Regions from separate parts of the Mus musculus genome. Here region 1 is linked to region 2. Evidence: chromatin contacts called from public Hi-C data. All regions are on one chromosome and are shown on one strand. Each heading gives the region's core, a stretch centred on a gene start, on an enhancer-like site or on the middle of the called end of the contact. The rest is flanking DNA. Distances are from core to core; before and after follow the strand shown.

Evidence for each region. A called contact is a pair of places that touch in the nucleus more often than the background predicts.
Region 1: a Hi-C map of cortical neurons shows a contact between it and region 2, with 5 times the contacts expected there. The contact joins two enhancer-like sites.

Annotation. Positions count from the first base shown.
Region 1 is chr13:37,157,526-37,163,958 of GRCm38.p6, forward strand. No RefSeq gene overlaps it. Among named protein-coding and RNA genes, the nearest start is that of Gm30600, 89 kb to the right of the region's middle. Within about 2 kb of position 1,901, at least 11 of the 459 cell types and tissues checked have an H3K27ac peak or open chromatin away from gene starts, as enhancers often do. A contact at or near this core is called in cortical neurons, where this site is marked.
Region 2 is chr13:36,528,343-36,534,252 of GRCm38.p6, forward strand. The region is part of intron 6 of Fars2 (phenylalanine-tRNA synthetase 2 (mitochondrial)); the gene reads left to right. Among named protein-coding and RNA genes, the nearest start is that of Gm46409, 82 kb to the right of the region's middle. Within about 2 kb of position 3,724, at least 22 of the 459 cell types and tissues checked have an H3K27ac peak or open chromatin away from gene starts, as enhancers often do. A contact at or near this core is called in cortical neurons, where this site is marked.

The DNA.
Region 1 (6,433 bases), core at 651-3,150, 630 kb after region 2:
AGCTTGCTCAAAGAGGAGAGGGGTCACCGAACTGGAGCAGCAACGAAGGAGCATCAGTAGACACCATCCACAGAGGGCTTACGTCACACAAATGCCCAGCACTTTCCATAACTTACTTCCACTTGTTCAAAGAGACATTTTTGGCCCAGAATTCACCTCCATGTATTCCTTTTGCATCCTTCAGAGTAAGCATCGAGATGCATTTTATATACCGACCCTCAAGGAGTGTTAGTGGATTGACTGATTAGAGTAGATAATCGGTTGGCTGAGTGCTAATCTATTAAATCCTTAGGAAGAGACTGAAATTTAAAGAACTGTAGCTAAGCTGCAAAGAGAAAAGGGACGCATAAACCTTCACCTTCTGGTTGCTTTTCATCCAACGCTTGGATGAATCACCTGCTGCTCTGACAAGGGCAACTTAAAAGAAGGAAGCATTTGTGTGGGCTCACAGTTTGAGGACATAGTCCTCCTGACAAGCTGGGGGCTGGGGCCTGGGGGAGTCATGAGATGCACATCACCTCAGCAATCAGGAAGCATGTGATAAATGTGTCCCACTACTTCCTCTTCTTAGTCTGGGACCCCAGTTCATGGGATTACCGTGATCATAATCAGGGTAGAACTGTGGGAGATTTCCTATATATCAGCCCCCCCAAAAAAAGTCACAGGAAGAGGCCCTAGGTCACCACTCCAAAATACCTTAGAATTTGTCATTGGTGTCTCCTGCTCCCTAACAACACTCCACACTTCTGGTCAACTGATAGTGATAATGTGTTTCAGCTGACAAATGCCTCCAGATTGGGGTACAAGGCACATGGCAGTCTCCAGGCATGCACACACACATATACATAGACTGGGATCCTAAAGATGATGCTCTCTGGTTTTATTTAGTTGTTAATAAGATAGTCATTTACACCAGACAGGCAAGTAGGACTTCCTGGGTAGAAATGTTCTAGACATCCATCCTGTTTGAAGTGAAACAGCCCCAAGAGTCAACCAAGGTCTTTCACATAATGAGTCAGAACACAGGATTTTCTTCCCAAAGCTAGACTCCACAGACTCCAAGGACTAGAAACCTGGGACCTCCCAGCCCTGGTATTTAGCAATATGCCACCTCCAAAAGGAAGAGAGAGAGAGAGAGAGAGAGAGAGAGAGAGAGAGAGAGAGAGAGAGCAGAACAAACAACAAGAACACAACAAAAACCCCGGCCTTAGGAAAAGCAGACCTGTAGGTTTACTATGTATAGAGCTCTTTCAGAAAGTGGGAATGACAACCTTCTTGTAGCTACAGCTCAGCTGTGGCCCCATGGAGCATTCAAACTGAATGTGGGTGGTAGAACCCCAAAATGTTCTTTCCCAATTTATTCAAAATCTTCCACATGCTGGGTGGGAAAAAACCTGACTGCCTCCTGCAGGGCCAGTCTGGGGCCCCTCCAGCTCTGAGTTAGAAGACTCAGGACAGCGTTGCTTTTGAGAAGCTATGTATACTGGTGTCCACGTAACATTGCCAAACAGGCAACATATGCCTTAAAAATTCTGGCCTTTTACACACTGTAGAAAACAATCCTTCTGGATTTTTTGTTTCAAGCCAGTGACATCTTTGATGGGGCTGGATAATTGGAAAAGGGATTTAAATAGGTCTGGAGACCTTCCAGCCCTGTGGAATTTGCAAACAGTGTGAGGAATCCATAAGCAAACAGAATTTACAACGAAACTCTTCCCCTCTGGAATTAGTCAAGGATCCAATTTGAGGAGATTTTTAGTTTATTCTGAGGTAATGCCAGAAGGCCTTGAAAATAGGAACAAAGCAGAAACTGGAGTGTGGGGGCTGTGAGGTGGGCAGTGAGAGAGAGTCACTTTATACATTTAGAGAAAAAAATATGTAAAAGATTGGTGTTTGTCCACCCCCAGCAGTGACAAGGCACTTGGAAAGAAAATCTCTGATGCCACAGGGCTATGCCTCAGTCCCTCTAGGCACGTATGTCCTCCTGTGAATTCTGGGGATGTCTAGGATTTTATTTTATTTTATTTTATTTTATTTTATTTTATTTTATTTTATTTTAAAATGTGTCTCTAAGAGAGCAAGCAGCTAGACAGTGGGACTATTCCAAATTCAGAACTGATCATGCATGTGAGTGCATGTGCACCTGACACATTCATAAGATATCAATTCTATCTTAAGTCATTAGATAAGGTGATAGTTGTGGCTTCCGGTAAGCCGCCTGCTCTCCTCCAGAGAAGCCATTACTGGACGCAGTGTCAGGCACACCTGGACACACAGGGTTACAGTCACCTGGCTTTGTCTCAGGATGAACATCCTTTGTCCTAGCAAGTCAGGGAGATATTCAGTCTCTGTCTCATATTCACATCTACTTAAACAGCCTGGGAATGTAGAAAGTGGCTTTCCATCCAGCACTGCTGCCCATGAGAGATGACTACACTGAGAGCCTTGGAGAAGCCTCTAGAGGGACTTCTTTAATAAACCGTTCATTTTAAGTTTTGGAAGATGGTAACGGAATGCCTAGGTGCTCAACAACTTGTTTCTCCCCGTCATTATGTTATAATAGTGTGACACATTTGTCACACTTGGTGAACCAATAATGATATGTGGTTATCAACTAGTTTTTGTTGTTGTTGTTTACATAATGTTCTTTTCCCACTCTAGTGTTCCACACAGGACACCATAGGATGTCTGGTGACAGTGTCTTTTTAACCTCCTCTTCCCTGAAAGCAATTCTTGTAGCCTGGCTTTGACGACCTAGACAGCTCTGAGGAGCACTGGCTAAGTATTTGGTAGAGCACGCCTGCCTCCACCTGAGTCTCTCTGATATCTGTCCCATGGAATAATGGATGCTGTGGATTTTGGCGATGATGGTCACTATCTTAATCACTGGCAAACAGTAAGCATGAGTAGTATCAGTGTGACCTTTCAACCAAGATGTTGACATGCATCTATCACTCACATGATGCAGCACTTCACTAGGGTACCACTGTTTCCTTTTCCTATACTTCTCTTTGGAGAGTCATTTGAGACTAACACTTCAAGAGCTGTGCTCAGAACTTTTGGACTTAGCTGATGTGTGCTTTTCTCTGTTTACTCATTCCCGAGGTGCTGATGTTCTTTGGATGACATTCTATACATTGTGCTTTGTTGCCCACATTATTCCAGTTTTCACCATCAGGAGCTCTTTAAACTGGCTCCATTTTGTTCCCTTTCTACCAATAATGTGGCTTTACATATGTTTTTCTTCATTTGTCTCAGAATTATTATCTTGTGTTTCTTGAACCGCTCCTAGAATCAGCTATTCTCCCAGGGTGCCCAACTCTCTTATTGGATGATATCCTAGAAACAAATCCTTGAGTCCTAACTACTGAGTGCAGTTAGTTATAGACACTCTCTGCCTTGGGAACAAGGAAATGTATGTGCATTAACTGTTACATATACACAGACATGCATAGCTTATACAACTACCAGGTGTCATTAAGCTGACCCTTAGCACACAGTGATATGTTCTTTGTAGGATTATAAAGTATAAAACTTGGTTCCTTAAAACTCATCTCTGTGAATTTAGAAAGATTTTCTGAAGCCTTTAGGAGGAGTCAGGATTGTAGGTGTATATACTTGTGGGTTCCAGAAAGACCAGGTCCAGTTGAGGCCCAATCAAGTGACCGACCATCTTGAGACTTGGAATACCCAGCACCCAAGATGAAGCAATTAAATTCTCCCAAGCTTATTTGCCATTTTTGTCTTCTTTGATGAGGGTATTCATTAAAGTTTGACTTGTGTATTTTTTTCTTGGTGTCTTCACAGTTCTTTGTGCATCTTGGATAATGGCCCTTTATCAGGTCTATTATCTTACCTTTAATTTTAAATTGAATTTCTTTTTTATATATTAAAGATAGAGTCTCCCACATAAATACATCCCAACCAAGTTTATCAGATTGTTTTTCCCAGACCATGCATTATTTTTCAGTCCCTTGCTATTTTGTTTTTCAGAACTGGTTTCTTTTTTGAAGTACAATTTATCAATCATTTCTTTCCTGAATTATATCACCAATGTTAGATGTAAAATGTCATCATCATGCCAAAACATTCTAGATTCTTTTCCTACCCTCTATGAGTTAAGTAGTTCTGCATTTTATACCTAAGCCTATGATCAATTTAGAGTTGGTTTTTGTGACAAATCTTGAGCTTGGGCAATGCCGGTCCTCTGGCCATGCTCTTCTGTCAATTTGGGGCTATTGTCTATTTTAGGAATTTTACACCATCATATGAATTTTAGAAACAGTTTGTAGGTATCTGCAGTGTTAATGTTCCAAATTTTGAATGAGATTGTAATGAGAGTATGGGCAAATTCAGAATTTCTCTTCTGAATATTTAGTTTTCCTATCTATGAACACAGAATATCTCTCAACTTTTTCAGTTGTTCTTAGGTTCATTTAATCAAGTCTACTAGTTTTTCTTCATAGAGATCCTGCAGATATTTTGCCACATTCATACCTAGGTGTTATAATAGGGGGCCACTAAGGTAAATGGCAATGTTATTGGTGTCAAATTCCACTTGTTAACTGCTGCTACATCAAGAAAAAAAAATCAACCTTTGTATATTAAATATGTATCCTGCAATTTTGCTATTATTTATTAGATTAAAGATTAGTTGTTTCTTGTTGATATTTTCATATTTCCTATGTATATTTTTAAAGATTTATTTTTTATGTATATGAGTACACTGTCTTTTTTTTTAAGTTTATTTTGTTTATTTATGAGTGCTCTGCTCTGAACACCTGAATGAGAGAAGAGGGCATCAGATCCCTTTATAGATGGCCATGAGCCAGCATGTGGGTGCTGGGAATTGAACTCAGAACCTCTGGAAGAAAAGTCAGTGCACTTAACTGCTGAGTCATCTTTCCAGCCCATTCCTATGTAAATTTTAAGTAATCATGGTATTAACAAACATAGGCAATTTTATTTCTTTTGTTCCAACATCTATGCCTTTTAATCAACCTATTTATAGATCAGTTTATTTACTTACTTATTTATTTGGGTACTGGGAACTGAACACCAGGCCTTACACATGATAGGCACGCCAGCTGAGCTGTATCCCTACTGCCTTTGTGATTATTATTGTGAATAGGACCTCATCAGCTTGCCTAGGCTTGCCTTGAATTCACTCTCTAGGCCATGAGCCTATCTTCAACAGCCTTCTGAGCAGCTGGATCACAGGCTAGAGCCATGAGGCCTGTTTTCCTTCTCTCAATGTTTTGCATTACCGCTGACCTTCCCTGTGATGCTGTAAAGGAGAGGGGACAAAGGCCAACCTTACCTTGTTGCTGGACAGGTGAAGCTTGAAGCTCTTTTCTTTTGTTTTGATTTTGCAGCATTCTCTATTGAGCTGAGGAGGAACCTTCCTATTTCCAGTGCACTGAGAGCTGGGGAATCTGTTTCTCTGTCCCTATTTACATTATTATATTCTTTCTTCTTTAGCCTGTTGATGGGATGGGCTATGAGAATTCATTTTTAATGCCACAGCAGCCTTCAGTGTATGCAAGCTAAATTCCATTTCTGTGGTATATAGTTATTTTCATATTATTCCACTCAGTCTGCTGATATTTTCTTGGGAAATTTTCTATCTGTGCTCATGACAAAGATGGATCGGTTGGTTTTTTTGTGATGTGTGCTTCTGGTTCGGTGTTAGCATAATGCTTGGCTCAAAAGTATTTTCACTTTGCTTCTGTTTTCTGGAGAATACAACTGAGAGCTGGTATAAGTTCTGTTAGAACTTACCAATGAACCCACCTAGACCTTGTGCTTTCTGTTCTGGAAAAGTATGCATTAATGATGCTAGTTAGTTACTAAATAAAAGTCTTCTCAGATCTAGCACTGTTAAAGCTTGCTTAGATGCCCTAGTTAGCAGTTAAAAAAAAGAAAGAAAGAAAGAAAAAAAAAAAGCCTAGTCAATACTGATAGTGACGGCTGTTTAAGCAGCAGTTTCCTGTCTTTCCTCTGGGAGTTAGTGATTACTGCTGCCCACCTTGGCCCCTATGACCTACAAATTCAGCAGAAAGTCTATCTGGGAGAGCACTGGCCCACTAGTTTTGACATAAAATGGTATACAGCTTTATCCTATAGGAAATTGCTCTAGGGCCTCAGCATCAAATCTGGTTGGTTTTCGAATTTGGCTTTTCCACAAAAACTCCATGGCCCATTACTACCTCATATGACCTTGGTAATTTATATCTTCCTCTTTTGAAAGCATAGAATTATATTATCTGACTATATTATGAATGAATGAGAGATGCTTTTTTTTTTTCCCTGCATGCCCTTGTTAGTGCCTATGGACTTAAATAAATGGAAAAATTAATCAGTCTCCATTATATAACAAACCAGGGTATTAACTTATCTGTCGTTAATTCAATTTATATTGTTTCCATGAGAT
Region 2 (5,910 bases), core at 2,474-4,973:
AAAGTAGTTATTTTCAGTCTTACTCAGATAAAGATCCAGAACTCAGCCCCACCCTGCAGGAGGCCTGGACTCCACCTCCCTCCCTATGCCTGCTTGGCAGAAGCCACTGCTCAAGAGTACCAGAAGTTATGGGGAGAGTTAGGAAAAAAATCCCAAAAAAACTGGGGGTGCTTTGAACTTCCCAGAGGACTTGGCAGGTGTTTGATGTTCAAAAGCACTTCTTGCCTGTAAAATTTGTCTCTGCGGAGCTCTTAAGTTACCGACTGAGGCTGACCAGTGAGTGGACCGGTGGGGGTGGCCCAGCTTGGTTCCTTTCCCAGCTGCTGGTCCTGCCTCTATCACGGCCTGCATGGGAGTTGTCTTTCTCCAGGCAGAAACTGTCAGAGGAACCATCTGGTCCAGTTTCTTATGACTGACTCGTAGGAACAGCAATCCCTCTGGGAGCTAGGAAGCTTGGCAGTGGCGGGGAGACACTTATCTGTGGCTAGCTCCTCGTCTAGCTGACAACTACAGAAACGCACAGCTCTGAAGGGCCTCCAGGGAACACTAGGGCAAGAAGACAAAGTGTTCTGAAACTCAGGCGGCAGGCCTCTTTGCTATTGTTACAGTTTGATATAAAATGTCTTCCAGAGCTTCATGTGTTGAAGGCTTAGTTGCCAGCCTTTTGGGGAACTGTATCCTAAGGGCTCTGACCTAATCAGTAATCTTTTGATATATTTATATTATGACACTATTAGAAGGTGATGTAAGCCAAGAGATTGGCCATGTAGTTCTGCTACATCTTGCCCTGGGCCCTTCCTCTAACTCCTGTCTCTACTTCCTGTCTGCCATAACATAAGCCTCCGTCTGTCCAATGCACAAAACCAAGTAACCATGGACCAAACCCTCTGAAACCATGAACCAAACAATTTTTTTCTCCCATTATGTCTGTCTGGTGTTTGGTCATGGCTGTGCAAAAGTGACCGATACAGCTGTGGGAGGGGTGGCATGAGGATGGCACCAAAGGCCTTAGTATCTGATGGATGACTGACTGGAGACCCACTGGACAGAGGGTGACTCTTTGATCTTCCAAGCAATAACTTGCGCTGGTGAAGCTAGCCTGATGCTCTCCATTCTTCTAGTATCCCCTCACAGCATTACGTCAGTATCACCTCATGCCCGCCTCAGCCCTTCCATTTCATTCTTTGCAGATGTTAGATTCCTCCAGAATCTCCCTTCCCCCTGTTTAGTCTTGGGATATTAGAGCCAGAAAAAAAGTTAAAGCTCACTTAGCCCACCTCTCACTGCTAAGGAAAATGAGACCACACAAGGTGACTCACCCAATCTTGCCTGTCACTGCCCTGGCTCAAGAGCCTGGGCTCCACCTCCCACCCAGCAAATCTTATTACCAGAATTTCTTCTTTATTTTTTCTCTGTGATTGTTTATAGCAGGAAATGCAGTAGTCTGGTTTACTTAGTGTCTGGATCGCTTATTCAGACCAGGCCCAAGTCTGTGCTTCATGCTTTGTCAGAAATAGCTCTGGCTATCCTCAGACCAGTGTCAGATTCCAGATTCATTAAAGAGGTTAAACATTGACTGGCTAGGATTGTGTGTGCAACGGAGGAGTAGGACCCACTCCTGTTAGCTTAACTTCCAGCAGTTTTAGTTATATGATGTCGACTATAATCCAAAATGTTAAAATTCCAGGAGTAGTATAAAGTTTTGTGCTATGTCGCCCATGGTCTGTTCAGCATCTCTATGCTATGTACACTGCCCACCCATCCATCATCTAGCTGTTCTCTCACATATCAGATCAGCTGTGTGATATAAGTTCTTGAGTCAAATAGACTTTAATTTAATAAAGGCCCAAAGCTCAAGAGCACCAACAGTGGAAATTTTTTGTTACATAGTTGCAACTGCAATTGTTCCATTTTACTATTTTTATCCTTTTATTAAAAAATATTTTAATTGATTCTTTGATCATATTATGCACCCCAGCCCTACACATCTCCCTATCCCTTAATATCTACCCTCCCTTAATATCTACCCTTTGCTCTTGAATTCCCCTGCCCCCAATAAAAAACACAAACAAACAAAAAACATCGAAAAACATCTCATCATGCAAGTTGTAGTAGTATGCCACAGTGTGTCTCACAATATATCCCTCTGTCCACACACCTTCACTTGCTGATGTTCATCACAATGAATCATTTGGTCTGGTTCGAGATCTCTGTTTCTGTGACACCATCACTATTGGCTCCTCCTTGGGACTCCTCCCAGTTCTCCTGTTGTTGCCCTTCGTCATGGAGATCCTGCAGCTTTAGAAAAGCAGGAATGGCCCATTCACGTATCTCAACCATTTGCAAGTGATATAGATTTTGGGGTGGGCCAATTCAGAGCTCTGGATATGGGCCTGGTGGCAGCTGTGCCAGTCAGTGAGCCACCGGGGTGAGTTCTCTAGCACTGTTCTGGCCAGGCCACCCAATGCCACCATTGGCAGGAGGCAGGGTCATTTCTTCTGCTCTCATGGTCTCCGGCCAGCTCACCAGCACTCATGCCTCCAGAGACAACTCCACTGTGCTGCCCAGTCATAGCAGGAGGGGCTGTGGGGAGCACTTTTCCAAGTGCTGTAGCCTGCAAGGGGCTGGGCCAACTCTCCTACTCTCACACCCCCTGAGCTGGCTCACCCTTGACTTCACCATCAGGGCCAGCTCTCCAGAGCACTACAGCCAGTGAGGGGGCAGAGCTAGTTCTCCTCTGGGCCAGCTCTCAGTATTGCTCATAGGAAGGGGGAGGGACCCATGCCACCTCTTGACAGGTGAGTTGTAGAACCAGCTCTCCTACACTCTCTCCTAGGGTCAGTTCTCCTGTCTGCCTTCAGTAGTGAGGGGGTGGAAGGCATCTTCCCCCATCCAAGACCACTTCATAGCAGAGAAGTGATAGGGTCAGCTCTCCCTCACTGATACCCTCCAGCAATTAACCCACACCCCATCCGGGACAGCTCACTGGGACAAGCTCTTCCATCTGCCTCAGATGGTGAGGGGTGAGGGTTGGGGGGGGGTTCGCCTCTCATGTACTTAAACTTTAAATTTAAATCAAATTTCATCACAGGTACCCCAGTCATACTTTAGAAAAATGTATCTATAGTGTTTGTTGCTATTGCTGGTACTGGGCAGTCACTGTGGTCTTGGAATGTGTCCCCACCACTGAGTAGATAATCCACTCTTGATGGGCAGGCTCTGAAATAATTGCTGTATAGTGTGTCCATCTAGTCCTCAGAGATAGAAGAAGGAAATGGAGGTCTTGCTTCATAGGCAAGAACTCCAAGGCACAAGAGGTCATGCAGGGGCCCTAGATCTCACAGCAAAGAGAACGGGAATTGGAACCAGCTTTCTCTCAACTACAAAGTCAGGTGCTTCTCCATTCTCCCACAGCCTGGCAGCTCTCGGTCCTGTCCTTGGAAGTAACATCGAGCTGTCTCCCTCCCTCCCTCGTCTTGCCGCCCGTGCTTCTTGTCTGGCTTCCACGAGCTTCTGGATACATTGAATGAACTTGCTTTCTCCACTGAGCAGAAGAGTGATAACATGGGGCATCGGGCTGAACCTTTGTCTCTGACAAGCAGGAACTAGTTGACTACAAAGCCAAGGATCCAGCTTTCTCACTCTGTCAGTGGAACTCTTCTGGACAGCATCTTTCTGCACTGAGTAATCTCTGTGTGGATGGATAGGCAGTGTCTGCAGTGCCCACTGGTCATGCCTCGTCTATTCTGGGAGGTGTCAGGCATACCATCCAAGAACACAGAGTAGCTGCTCTGTCACAGATGGAAAAGCAGACTATTGTGGATGCTGTAGGAGATAGGTTTGGGCTGCATGTGAGGAAGGGTTTTATTTCAAGTTCAGAGCTAGTTTGGTTGCCACGGTGAACCCAGTGGTTGTATAATAGAAGTCTTCCCTCCCTCACCAAGACTCTGACCCATTGTTCCTTCTTTCCAGGCGGCTCCATAGCCCTGTACCCCTTCAGAAAATACCCCCCATACTTTGAGCTGGGGGGAGCACTAGTTAATCTTCAAGTAGTTCTGATGATGGTTCACTTTATTACTCTTTCTATTTTGTTTTAAGATATTTATTGCTCAGCTTTTTCACATTAAGACTGACACAAATATGAATATTTACAGGATGCAGTAAAATATTTTGAGCTATGTGTAATGATACAGTAATCAAGGTGCTTGGCATATCCGTCACCTCAGACATTCGTCATCTCTTTGTTTTGAGAACATTTAAAGTCCTCTTGTAGATAATGTAAAATATTCAAAACAGGGTCACTAGCCAGGGTCATCTGCTTTGCCACAGATCACTAGAGCCTGCTCCTTTCACCTTCCATAACTTTGTTGATCTTTCATCCCCACCCCAGCCTCTGGCAGCCCCCGCCCCTATTTTTTTTGTGAGACCAGCTTCTTTAGGCCCCACAAATAAGAGAGAGCACACACTGTGTCCCTTCTGTAATTGTCTTACTCCACTGAGCATAGCATCCTCGGGACCACCCATGCTGCTGCGATGACACCATCGCACCTTTTTAAAGACTGAGTAGTATTCCATTGAGTAAGTGTTCTTGATTTCTTCTTCCATTCACCCCCTGCCGGATGCTTGTGGTAATCTCATATCTTGGCTTTATGAATACTGTGCCAATAAGCATGGGGTCCAGGTCCTCTCAACACCTGTTAAAACCTCCTTTGGATGCATACCCTGAAGGGGATTGCTAAACCCTTTTAGGCATAAGCTTGACAGTCCTTTCACTGATCCAGACTTGACTGTTCTCAATCCCACGCAGCTTTCTCTTTGGTCTAAAGTTAGGAGTCTCGGAGGAGGAGGCACTAAAACAGAATCCCCCTCTGCTGGCTTGTCCCGCTGGCCTGCCTCCTCTCCCCATAGTTCACATGGGATTGCCCATCCTGGTTCTCAGTTTCTGCCTGAGCATCCGGACTTGGGTGGGAGGTGGAATTGGGTAAGCCTTGACGTTCAGAGTGGAGCAGGGAACAGGACCAAGGTGAAAGCAAGTCATGTGTTTTGTTTCCCCTAGTTGGACCCTGAAAGGGGGTGGGGGTGATGTCAGGCTGGTTGGGAGAAGCACAAGATGTTGTGGTATTGGCACAGCAGACCATCCTGAATCACTCAGGAGCAGACAAGGATGGTCACGTATGGCTGCCTGTGTCCAGTGTCTACAGGCAGAATGACCCAGATTTCTTTTTTGGTTTCTTCAGTGTCCAACTCTGTAACTAGACGAATAGCACCATGCCAGTGCACATGGTATCTCCCATGTGCTGACGAGGAGACCCTTAGATATCCCTGTCGCCTGCAGAGTGGCACAGCTGGCTTTACCGCCAAGTGGCTGCCAGCCCTCTTACTGCCAACTGGCCCACTGCTGGATGACAGATTCTCTGTGCTCCTTTCTGTCAAGCTCAGTGCCTGCAAGATGCTTTTTGTTGAATGACTGACTAACGAAGTCTATAAACGAATAGTCCCGGTTGAAAACACTGTAAGGTACTTATTAAAATCTCTGTTTTTTTTAAAAAAAAAAAAGGCAAAATGCCAAGTTCTAGCCAGCAACCACACATTGTACAATCAGCCAGTATTACAAGGCAATGGAAATTGGTTTTTTTTTTTTTTTCATTCTTTTCCACCTTGTCAGCAAAGGGATTTGACCTCCTTAACTGAACAATAGATAATCTTGTTTATTTTTCTCACAAGTAGAAACTGTGGAGTACATGAAAGTGAACTTTGATTTGCCTATGAAGCTCCAGATTATACAGCCGACTCGACTCATCCCAAACGCTGGGCCCTATGGGTTGGACAGAAAGCCATGGCAACCGCCTGCCGCCCAGACCCAGTACTGCACCAGTAGGGAAGACCTCTGTCAGTGCATTCCTTGTCTAT